Linked DNA regions of Macaca mulatta: region 1 is linked to region 2. A link is a contact called in public Hi-C data. All regions are on one chromosome and are shown on one strand. The core of a region is the stretch at or near the end of the contact, and the rest is flanking DNA. Distances in the headings are between cores, read along the strand shown. Region 1 holds the start of VAPB (VAMP associated protein B and C). Region 2 holds the start of LOC699403 (serine/threonine-protein phosphatase 4 regulatory subunit 1).

The links. A called contact is a pair of places that touch in the nucleus more often than the background predicts.
Region 1: a contact with region 2 is called in a Hi-C map of fetal cortex germinal zone, with 1.6 times the contacts expected there. The contact joins the promoter of VAPB here to the promoter of LOC699403 in region 2. A contact is called at or near these places in 2 of 14 Hi-C or Micro-C datasets (blood and fetal cortex germinal zone).

What each region holds. Positions count from the first base shown.
Region 1 is chr10:111,188,679-111,194,386 of T2T-MMU8v2.0, reverse strand. VAPB (VAMP associated protein B and C) reads right to left here and starts at 1,410. Exons shown (of 6, transcript NM_001257488.1): 1 at 1,175-1,410. The coding sequence starts at 1,232. LOC144332204 (a long non-coding RNA gene) reads left to right here. Exons shown (of 2, transcript XR_013400081.1): 1 at 1-1,075; 2 at 1,126-1,484.
Region 2 is chr10:111,109,078-111,115,394 of T2T-MMU8v2.0, reverse strand. It overlaps LOC699403 (serine/threonine-protein phosphatase 4 regulatory subunit 1), which reads left to right and starts at 4,337. Exons shown (of 19, transcript XR_013400073.1): 1 at 4,337-4,547; 2 at 5,480-5,524. RAB22A (RAB22A, member RAS oncogene family) reads right to left here and starts at 5,186. Exons shown (of 7, transcript NM_001193817.3): 1 at 4,876-5,186; 2 at 3,755-3,834. The coding sequence starts at 4,911.

The DNA of each region.
Region 1 (5,708 bases), core at 161-2,660, 82 kb before region 2:
ACACAGCACTTAGCACTATCTGCAAAGATCACGTGTGCTGGTTTGCCTGTCCTCGTCGGAAGGTAAGCTCTATGAGAACAGAGGCCTTGTCTGTCTTGTTCATCCATCACCTCCCCAGTGCCTTCCACGGATCTGTAACGATGTTGTGTGCTGGTTTGTCTGTCCTCGTCGGAAGCTAAGCTCTCTGAGAGCAGAGGCCTTGTCTGTCTTGTTCATCCATCACCTCCCTAGTGCCTTCCACATCACTGGATACAAGCAAAAAGAAGGAATGAGCATGTCAGACCTTTTACCTCGTGGCCCTGGTGAAGGTAGGAAAAAAAAAAAAAAAAAGAACAACATAGAAAACATAAAGGCACAAATTACAGAGATAATAGTGTCTGGGAGAAACCAGGGTCATGGTTTCCCACCACCGCAGGTGTTGCTCCAGGCAGCTCTGCGGAGCAAAAGGATCCCAGCACCTTGGCAGCCTCCCTCAGCTGCATCCAGGAGGCACCATGAGGGAGGCAGTGAACGGAAAATGGGACCAATCCCATCAGAAGGCCTGAGGAGGTTCATTTGTTGGTTCAACAGGTATTTCCTAGGCGTCTAATGTGTGCTGGGTACACAGCAGCGAACTGACAAGAGCCTGTCCTCATGCAGTTTCCTTTCTAGTGTTGAAACAGTGATTTTGAGTACGAAAAGTGCGGTGCTGACCACGAAACAGTGACAGAATGGGGACAGCAGGAGAGCAGGTGTGCACGGTGGGCTGGGTGGCCACAGCAGGCCTCTCTGGGCAGGTGATACCTCAACTAAACCCTGAGGTCAACACTGTCACAGAGCAGGGGAAGAACCTTCCAGGCAACAGCAGCGGCGGAGGCTCACACTAAAGTGATCACAAACTGGTCACTAAGTTACAAGGCAAAGTGACAAGTGCCTCGAAGGCAAGTCCCAGGAGGCTGGGGGTCGGGGAGGAGGCAGAGGCCCTAGCTCCTGCACCAGCCCTCTCGGGTCCCGGCCGCTCCGCGCATTTCTGGGGCGCGCGCTGAGCGCCAAGGCCCGGCCCGGCCTCGCCGGCCCCCACGACAGCGCCGTCGGGGTGGGGACGAGGGCCGACGTCACCCGCCGCGCCGGACTCCGTCCCTCCAGCACTGGGGCGGGGGCCGCAAGCATGAAGGTGGCGGCCTCTGGGGCTTACCTCGGAATTTGAGCTCGTGCTGCGGCTCGAGGCTCAGGACCTGCTCCACCTTCGCCATGTTCCTCAGCGGCGGAGCACCTTTGGCGGGGAGACCCCTGAGAGGTCACCGGGGCGGGAAGCGTTAATGCCGCGCCCGCTTTAAGTTTTACAAAAAAGGGGGGACCAGTCGGGGCACGGGTGAGAGTCTTCGACGGGGTGCGCGCGCTGGGGGGGGTCGTTCTACGCGGTGCAGGCTCAGGGGCGGAGGGCGAGGGCGAGGCCGCGGTGCCCGGCGAGCTGACGGCACGCACGCACGCACGCACGCACGCACAGGCGTACACACGCACGCACGCAGCAGGCTGGCCCGCTCGGGCGGCGGGAAGCTGCGCCCTGCGCCGCCAGCTCCAGGGGCGGGGACTAAAGCTGCGCGCGTGGAGCCCCACCCGGGACAGTGCGCAGGCGCGGTACAAGCCACGGGGGCGGAACTGCAGGGCAGCAAGGGGCGGGGCTTCGCGCTGCTCAGGAGGCGGGGTTTGTAGTCCGGCTACGACTGCAGCCGCGAAAACTATTAAGGGTCCGCTGGGGGCCAGCCTCGTGTTAAATGCTTTATTCAGTAACAACAATTAGAATAAACTTCCACTTTTCTCTTGCTTATGTAGTGCCAGGCACTGTTAGAGACTTTGAATAATAGTCAAAGTACTTAGTATAAACATGATGTTTATGGGTGAGTGATATGGGCTAAGCACTGTGACGTCTTGTAAATAATAATTATAAATATAATAAACTACCAATTATTGCTTATTTCGTATCACTCTGCTGAATGCTTCCAATGACAACAGCAGCTACAATAAATACAAGCTACTCTACGTTAAATGTTTATTAGGCAACTGGCACTGTGCTGAATTTTTACTAGTAAATTCGATTTGTTTATGCAATAAATATTTAGAAATACAATGATCAGAAAAGCTAACCTGATTCCAATCCTTTTACTGTAGCCTAGTGAAGAGACATTTTGAATAAATAACCACACAAGTAAGTTAAATAATTAAAAATTGCTGGAGAATCCAGATCTGCTTGACCTCAAAAATGGATACTCTACATCATGATTACCGTTTAAATTGTATTTCATTATATTATGTTCACTGTGAAAGTAAAGTAGGTGTTCTTAATAGTCTCCTATACATACCAATATAGGTGAAACAAACATGGCAAATTGCTAACAATGGCTGACTTGACATCGCAGGTACATGGTTTTCTTGTACTGTTTCTCCCACTTTTCTGTATACTTGAAATTTTTCATGATAAACAGATTTCTTGGAAGAATAATCTTTGTATTTTAACTGTAGCATTTAGTCCATTTACATTTATTATATTTACTAATATATCTGGAATTATTTCTACCATCGTATTTTGTTATTTCTACTTGTCCTGCCTGTTTTGTTTTTCTTTTTTTTTTCCCCTTTCTTCTTTGGGGTTTATTTTTATTCTCATTCTTATTTTCTTCACCTACATACTCTATTTCTAAGTTTTAGTGGTTACTTGAAAATTTTGGGCATGCATGCTTACCTTGTGAAAGTCCAGTATGTTTAAATATTTGTAAAAATGTCTTTACCCTGTTTCCTTAAAATATGAAGACTTCGGAGTACTTTAATCACCCATCCTCTAAATTAGACACCTTAATGTAGTGTATGTTAAGTTTAACCTTTGCCATTTTAACCCCAGGAGACATTATTAAATTGTTTTATACAGTCAACATTAATTTAGATTCAGCCACACAATTACCATTTTTATTCTTCTTCTTGCATCTTAGCTTTCATGAACAGGATCACTCTCCTTTTGCCTGAAGTAAATCCTTTAAATTTTACTTTTTTGTAGGTTTGTTGGTGCAGACCCTCTCAGTTTCTGTTCGTCTGCAAATGCATTCGTTTTTGTCTTTTGTTGTTTTTTATTTATTTATTTTTGGAGATGAGGTCTTGCTCTGTTGCCCATGCTGGAGTGCAGTGGCATGATCATGGCTCACTGTAGCCTGTATCTCCCAGGCTGAAGCAGTCCTCCCACCTCAGACTCCCATGTACCTGAGACTAAAAGCATGCACCTCCATGCCAGGCTAATTTTCTTTATTTTCTGTAAAATCTCACTATGTTGCCCAGGCTGGTCTCAAACTCCTGGGCTCAAGTGATCCTCCAGCCTCAGCCTCCAAAGTGCTAGGATTACAGGCATGAGCCATTGCACCTGGCCTTGTCCTTGTTCTTGAAAGATGTTTTGGCTTCCTTGCTTGAATGACAGCTGTCCTCTCTCAGCACAGTTGATTGCCATCCACTGTTTGCCTGCTCCCCCTCATTGCTCCTCAGGAGTCCAGTGACAATCTTACATCGTTCCCTCATAGGTTGTTGGTCTTTTCCCCCTCTTCTCATGTTCTACAGTTTTACCTTGCTGTATCTTTTTTTTTTTTTTTTTGAGACGGAGTCTTGCTCTGTCCCCCAGTCTGGAGTGCAGTGATGCCATCTCAGCTCACTGCACCCTCTGCCTCCCATGTTCAAGCGATTCTCCTGCCTTAGCCTCCCGAGTCTCTGGGATTACAGGCACCCACCACCACGCCCGGCTAATTTTTGTGTTTTTAGTAGAGACAGAGCTTCGCCGTGTTGGCTAGGATGGTCTCAAACTCCTGACCTCAGGTAATCCACTCACCTCGACCTCCCAAAGTGTTGGGATTACAGGCGTGAGCCACAAAGCCCAGCTCATGCTATATCTTTTTATTTATTCTGCCTTGAATTCTTTGGGCTTTCTGAATTTGGTGATTGGTGTCTTTCATTATTCTTGAAAACTCTCAGACAATACCTTTTTTTTTTTAATTTAATTTTACTTTTTTATTGTGGTAAGATACACATAACATAAAATTTACTATCTTTTTAAAGTATACAGTGGTATTAACATTCCTATTGTTGTGCAACCTCACCATCATCCATCTCTAGAACTCTCTTCATCTTGCAAAACTAGAACTCTGTACCCCTTAAACGGTCATTCCCCATGCTCCCTCTCCTAAGCCCCTGGCAACCACCATTCCACATCCTGCCTCTATGAATTTGACCAGTCTAGGTACTTCTTGTAAGCAGAATCATACAATATTTATCCTTTTGTGACTGGCTTATTTCGCCTAGCATAAAGTCCCCAAAGTTCATCCATGTTGTATCATATGTGAGAATATCTCTTTTAAATGTTATCTTGGATGGACACAGTGGCTCACGCCTGTAGTCCCAGCAATTTAGGAGGCCAAGGCAGGCAGATTGCTTGAATCCAGTTCAAGACCAGCTTGGGCAACATGGTAAAACCCCATTTCTACAAAAAATACAAAAAAAAAAAAACTAGCCACGCCTGGTGGTGCATGCCTGTAGTCCCAGTTACTCAGGAGGCTGAGGTGGGAGGAGCACTTGAGCCCAGGAGGTTGAGGCTGCAGTGAACCATTATACCACTGCACTCCAGCCTGGGGTAACAGAGTGAGATCCTATCTCAAAGAAAGAAAAAATAAAAATGAATGTTATCTCAACCTTATTCTCTCACTCTTTACATCTTGTAGTGTGATTAGTAGTTATTCAACTAATATTTTTCAAACTGTAGGTTGTTTTCCAATAGTGGCTTATAAAAGCAATGTAGTAGATTGTTACCAGTGTTGAGAAAGAATGAGAATAGAATATATTGGAGTGTATTGTATTATTTCATGAAACTTTTGTTTCAGTTGTATTTATTAATATACACATATTTATGGAGTAACAAGTAAAATACATTTATTACTGTGGATTGTGAAAGAAACAGAAGTCTCATACCCTTCTCCATGTCTATTAACCTCTCTATCACATCTTAATCTGTCATCTTTATGTTCCATGTTCCAGATCATTCTTCAGATCTTTCTTCTAGTCACTAATTATCTCTTAGGCTATTGATAAACCTGTTTCAGGAGTTTTTCATTTTGTTTGTTATTTTTTTAAAGTCTATAAGTTCTATTTTGTTCTTTTACATATCCAAGTAGTTATAGGTTGTGCTTTTTTCCTTTTTCTTTCTTTTTTTTTTTTTTTTTTTTTTTTTTGAGACAGGGTCTCCCTCTGTTGCCCAGGCTGGAGTGCAGTGGTGTAATGTTGGCTCACTGCAGCCTCTACCTCACGGGCTCAAGCCATCCTCCCACCTCAGCCTCCCGAGTAGCTGAGACTACAGGTATACACCACCACACCTGGCTAATGTTTGAATGTTTTGTAGAGATGGGATTTCACCATATTGCCCAGGCTGGTCTCGAGCTCCTGAGTTTATGCAATCTACTCACCTCAGCCTCCCAAAGTGCTGAGATTAATGGCATGAGCCACTGTGCCTGGCCACATTTATAGGTTTTTAACACTGGTTCCCAGCTCCTCTGCCCTCCCCTAGGGAATGGTGCCATAACAGAGCTTTAGTGTTGGTCTCTTCTGCCAGGTCACTTTGGTAAGGGGAAGCCCACGTTCCTAAGCCTATACAGAGCCATCACACCTGCCACCATGACCTCTGTGTAAATAAGCTCATTGAGCACACA
Region 2 (6,317 bases), core at 3,088-5,587:
TCACTGCAAACTCCGTCTCCTGGGTTCAAGTAATTCTCCTGTCTCAGCCTCCCAAGTAGCTGGGATCACAGGCATGCACCATCACGTCTGGCTAATTTTTGCATTTTCAGCAGAGACGGGGTTTCACTATGTTGGCCAGGCTGGTCTCGAACTCCTGACCTCCTGACCTCATGTGATCCACCTGTCTTGGCCTCCCAAAGTGCTGGGATTACAGGTGTGAGCCACTGCACCCAGCCAACTTTTATTCTTAAACTTAGAATTGAAAGTCTAATCCATTCATCTTTCAGTATTTAAATGCCAGTGCTGCTAGGTGCTTCACACCTCCACTCATCACTGTAGGAAACAGTTATCCCCACAGGCCCAGGTCAGGTCCCCGTCACATTTTCATAGTACTGCACGTTTCTCCTTTGTAACACAGAAAAAGGCTGAATAAATCATTTCTGGCCGGGCGCAGTGGCTCACACCTGTAATCCCAGCATTTTGGGAGGCTAAGGCAGGCAGATTACCTGAGGTCAGGTGTTTGAGACCAGTCTGGTCAACATGGCAAAACCCTGTCTCTACTAAAAATACAAAAATTAGCTCGGCATTGTGGCGGGCGGATTCCCAAATGCGCACCTATAATCCCAACTACATGGGAGGCTGAGGCAGGAGAATTGCTTGAACATGGGAGGCAGAGGTTGCAGTGAGCCGAGATCGTGTCACTACAATCTAGCCTGGGCGATAGAGAGAGACTCAGTCTCAAAGAAAAAAAAGAAAAAGAATAAATCATTTCCTGTACACTAGTCATAATGTAGCTCCTCCTTGTAGGTAAGGTCTTCGAGGACAGAAGTCCATTTTGTCTAAATCAGGGGTCAGCAAACTTGCTCTGAAAAGTACCAGACAGCAAATATTTTTGGGTTTGTGGGCCATCAAGTCTTAGTTGCAATTAATCAAGTTGGTCATTGTAGCCCAAAAGCAGCAAGACAATAATTAAATAATTGGGTGTGACTGTTTCAGTAACTATTTACAAAAACAGGAGGCGGGCGAAAAGACCCCAGTTTGCCCACCCCAGGTCTAGGCACCAGCACCCAGTCTAGCACCTGGCATACAGCAGGCACTCTATGAATAAAGAAAACTACCAAGAAAAGGCCATTTGACTTTGGCTATTAGATGGAAACTGGCACCAGGGGAAGACGGTTTTAGTGGCATGGTGGGTGGCGCTGAGATTATGGAGGGCTGAGGAGTGAGCAGCAGCTGAGGAAGTGGTAACTTCTTTCGGGAGTTCCACCGTCTGAGGGGTGCTCTTGTGGTGGAGTGGGGTGGACTCGGAACCTGTGTGCAGGCTATGACATGATGATAGGGCTGAGGAAGAAACAGGGTAACTTATGAAGAGGTGGGGATCCAGAGCTCAGGGGTATGTTTGGGGTTGGTCACAAAGGAGGAAGCCACCTTCTAAAGCTGAGAAAAAAGAAATAAAGAAAGGCAGAAAAAAGAAAATGAGGAGAAAGCCTTGCATGTTGTTTTCCCTGTAAAAATGTGAGCCAAATCTCCTGGTGTGGAGAGTGGACTAGAGGCAGCTCAGCAGCCACAGGCATCTGGCAGATTGGGAGCCACTGGCAAAACAAGGGAACAGTGGACACTTAGGAAGGGGCCACAGGCCTCACCAAGAGGCATGAAGCTACACCCTTCACTTTTCTCTCTTCTTATTTGAGAGAGCACTTCTAGCCAAGGTGGTGTCTGGGTGTCTTGTGGGTTTTGAGTTTTCAGCTCTGACTCAGTGTGAAGTGTGTCACTCGCTGAATCACCCGCAGTACTTGCTGTCACTTCGCAACACTTCACTCTCCCATGCAGGTAGGGACAGGAAAGCCCTGAGATGGATGGGGTCACGTTTTACATGTGTCATACCCAGCTCTTTCTTAAAGGATATGGAAAAGCATTTTAATTGCAGAAACTTATTGGTGAATTTCATCCCCATGCCTTCAAATGTGTAAACCCCACAGGGTTTAAAAAAGCAGAGAGGTAGCAGGGCGCGGTGGCTCACGCCTGTAACACCAGCACTTTGGGAGGCAGAAGCGGGCAGATCACGAGGTCAGGAGATCAAGACCATCCCGGCTAACACATGAAACCCTGTCTCTACTAAAAATACAAAAAAATTAGCTGGGCGTAGTGGCGGGCGCCTGTAGTCCCCGTTACTTGGGAGGCTGAGGCAGGACAATGGCGTGAACCTGGGAGGCGGAGCTTGCAGTGAGCCAAGATCCGCCACTGCACTCCAGCCTGGGTGACTCCGTCTCAAAAAAAAAAAAAAAAAAAAAAAAAGCAGATAGGCTGGGTGCAGTGGCTCATACTTGTAATTCCAGCACTTTGGGAGACTGAGGTTGGTGGATCACTTGAGCCCAGGAGTTCAAGACCAGCCTGGGTAACATGGTGCAACTCCTTTTCTACTAAAAGTACAAAAAATTAGCCAGGTGTGGTAGTGTGCATCTGTGATCTCAGCTACCTGAGGTTGGAGGATGGCTTGAGCCCAGGAGGTTGAGGCTGCCATGAGCCATGACTGTGCCACTGCACTCCAGCCTGGGTGAAAAAAAAAAAGTAGATAAAAAAATATTGAACACATAGGCCAGGCGTGGCAGCTCATGCCTGTAACCCCAGAACTTTGGGAGGTTGAGGTTGGCGGATCACCTGAGGTCAGGAGTTTGAGACCAGCATGGCCAACATGGTGAGACCTTGTCTCTACTAGAAATACAAAATTAGCTGGGCACAGTGGTGGACACCCATAATTCCAGCTACTCAGGCTGAGGCAGGAGAATTGCTTGAACCCGGGAGGCGGAGGTTGCAGTGAGCCGAGATTGCGCCACTGCACCGCAGCCTGGGCAAAAAGAGTGAAACTCTGTCTCAAAAAATAAATAAATAAATAAATAATAAATAAATAAATAAATAATAAATAACCTCTGATAACAGGAGCTCATAATTTCTCAGGGTACAATCTTATGGCAGTTTCTCTCCTGGGCTGTAAAATATATCTCTATTAGTCAAAGAATGATCTGCATAGAGCACAAAGGCCAATATTATCCTAGCGATGGATAACATTGATTTTTTCTTTAAATGCTGGAAGGCATTTGAGGGTTTGATGATAAAACTACAGCATAGCACCTATTTAGTTTTATAAAGCTAACATAGTATTAAAGCCTATAAAACACAACTTCTTATGTAGTCAAAGGATTAGTATTGCAAAATGAAAAGTTTTCTTATAGAGTCAAAAACATATGAACAATCACCTTTACTTGTCCCTAGAACCAGAGAACTGAAAAAACCTTCCATTTCAATACGAATTTATTAATTTCTTATTACTACCAGTACAGGCATGTGTAAGCGTTCAGATCTCAGCCTACTACTTTCAGGAAGGACAAAAAGCATCTAAATGTGTTTTACTTGATATCCCTGAAAGAATAGCACCACGATCTATTTTCATCTGCCTTATTTCAAGGTGTAATTGTTGTTGATATTTATAGATTGAAGTTTCTGTGTCTATTCTAATAATTAGCAGAACTCCAATTCATATTTGCATTTTTAAGTTTTCACTCCCAACAAGTCTGAAGATAGTTTTCCTAAAATACACAGATCCTCACTGTACTCCTTCAAGTCTTCCAGAGATGATGTGAACCAGCGACTCAGAATTCAATGAATATAAAGTGCAGGGCCTACACCTGTAACACACTACGTATTTGGAAGGATTTTCAATGCACCTTTAGATGTGTATCAAATAAAAATCTCTTACCCTATTGTTGGGTTGATGTTTGGATCAAAACTGTCTTCCACAAACCGCCACACAATACTCGATTTACCTACACCTGTATCCTGAAAGAGAATGAGACGTGTGACTGAGAAAAGTTTACCTTTTGGCAGACACCAAAAACTACTTTGTGGCGTAAGTTCAGGATTTTAGAAAAATCACCCTAGATGTGTAAATTTTATAAACTGAGGAACACAAAAGCGATTGTCATAAAAATTCAGTGGAGTAATTAGGAAATTCCAAATGTGCTAAAAGAGTGAGGTTTTTGCAGTTTTTAAGACAGATTAGGACCTTTTGAAAGACCCAAAGTTTCTGCTTCGTGTAAAAAGTAACAAGTCCACTTGCTTTCTAACATATGTTAGTAAACTTTGAACTCCTGGGTTACCTCTGAGTAATCCCTGAAGAATCCTAGCCCCACCCTATTTTGGGGGAATAAAGATTAGTTAATGGAGTTCCTGTCTATCTTTTAAGGCAGAAACTGGAATGACAGCATCAATTTCAGAAAGAAGGCTTTGAAATGGCCAACCTTGTCCTTCCTGACAAGACAGGAAGCTGAAGCTTCAAACTAGTCTTTGGGGCTTCCTGATTTGAACACCCCCTTTCTCCACGGGAAGAGTTACTTGGCAAAGTAACTCTTTGGAGAAGTGGCAGGGGTATCCCACAAGTTCAAAAACACCCTCAAGAGACAAAGTAGTCTAATGCTGCTTGTAAAACCTAAAGACCTGTTATGGGTTTTGCTTGAGAAGACTCGGCCAACTCCCTCCCAACTAATACCTTGGTAAGTTGGGAGAAAACTATTTAAAAGCCTCTCCTAACCCAGATGCAATGGAGAGGCAAGGCGGGGCTGTTTGCTCTTTAAGGGGCGGGAAGAGTCCACGGGCTCCAGGGAGGGGAAGGGGAAGGGGAAGGGTCCCTCCGGCCTCCAGGACCTTCTGGAGGGTGCAAGAGGTGGGCGGGACAGCTCCTGACCTGGAGGGAGGGTCCACGGGGCTGGAGACAGCGTCTTGGACGGGGGATGGGGGAAAGAATGAGGGGACATGGGGGATCCGGGGTCCCCGCCAGCCCAGCCTCCCGTGGCCCTCCCGGCCAGACCCACCGCCACTCACCCCGAGCAGACACACTTTGAGCTCCCTCAGCGCCATGGCCCGGGAGCCACGGGCGCGGGCCCGCCGCCGCCCTAAGTTGAGAAAGGAGAGGCCGGGCCCAGCAGGAGCATCCCCTGGCGCCGCTGCCGCCAGACAGCCCAGCCCCGGTCCGCGCAGAGGCGGCTGCCGCCCGTCCTCTGGCCCTAGGTTCTGCCTGTCCGCTGCCAGCCGCGTGGGGCCCGCCTTAGCAGCCTGGACGCCGCCGCGGCCTTCCGGGCGCCGCCGCCGCCGCCATCTTGGGACGCCGGCCGGGTCACCTGACCTCCCCGCCCACCTCGGCAGCCACCTTCACTGAGAGGGCGGGGCCGACCGGCCGGCGCGGGCCGGGGGCGGGGCCTGAAACCTACGGCCCCGCCCCTGTCTACAGGCTCCCCCACCCCTGTCCGTCCAGCCTCCAGGCCCATCCCAAGATGGCGGGTGAGTGGGGTTGGGTTCGGGGGACGCCGGGGGTGCTTCCCTCCCTCTCGCCCCGTGACCACCCCGCGAGGCCGAGGGGCCCCTGCCCGACCCCGTCCTCTCTCGCCGCAGCCCCCTGGTAACTCCTTGTGTGTTTCTTGGTTTTCAGAGATCCCCCTGTACTTTGTGGACTTGCAGGATGACTTAGACGACTGTAAGTAAGAGTTGGGGCACCCCTATCCCTCCCTGGGACGCTCTCAAAGAATTCAGGGTGCACGAAGCGCGGGGCAGGGAACTCTCAAGCCAGGCCCTCCTCGTCAGGACCAGAACAGCGGGACCCCCAACTGCCTAGATCCACTGGGGGCGGTCCCTCCCCACTGGGCGGGGCGGGCTGAGGGTGGGAGCCCTTCCCTCGAGGGAAGGATTTTTGTTGTTGGGGAAACTTTTGACTTCCTGTCACTTCTTTTCTTCCTACGCCTGCAGCTGCCCCGGGATGGGCGGAGGGGGTAGTTCCAAGTCCTAGTCGACTCAGGGCGGGGGGCCCGCCACCTGGGAGTTGGGTGACTTCCCTCTCAGGGCCTCGCCCTTTTCCTAGGGACTTTTAGGAGTGCTGGGGGGTTGGGGAGGTCCCGCTCTCGGTGTGGCCAGCTACGGAATTCACGGACTTCTCAAGTGTCCTGGCCACAAGCCCAGCTCCATCTCTTATCCCATGGAGTCCATTGGCCCCCGCATTTCTTGGGTGGGTCCCTTGTCCCTTCTTGCCCTCTTCTTTGAAATCATGTTAAGGGCTGGTAGCTGGGGGAGGTGTCATCTTGGAAATCCAAGTTCGCATTTGTGGTGAAGGAAGGAAGCATTTCCTCTCCCGTCAAGAAACATTTATTGAGCAGCTACTTGCTCTGGGCTCCGGACCTGCAAGGATGTGTTGGAAACAGCTCTACACGCAGGGAGCTCACAGAATGTGGGAAACAGAAAGATAACAAGCACCCGAGTGCTGCTGGTGAAGAAGC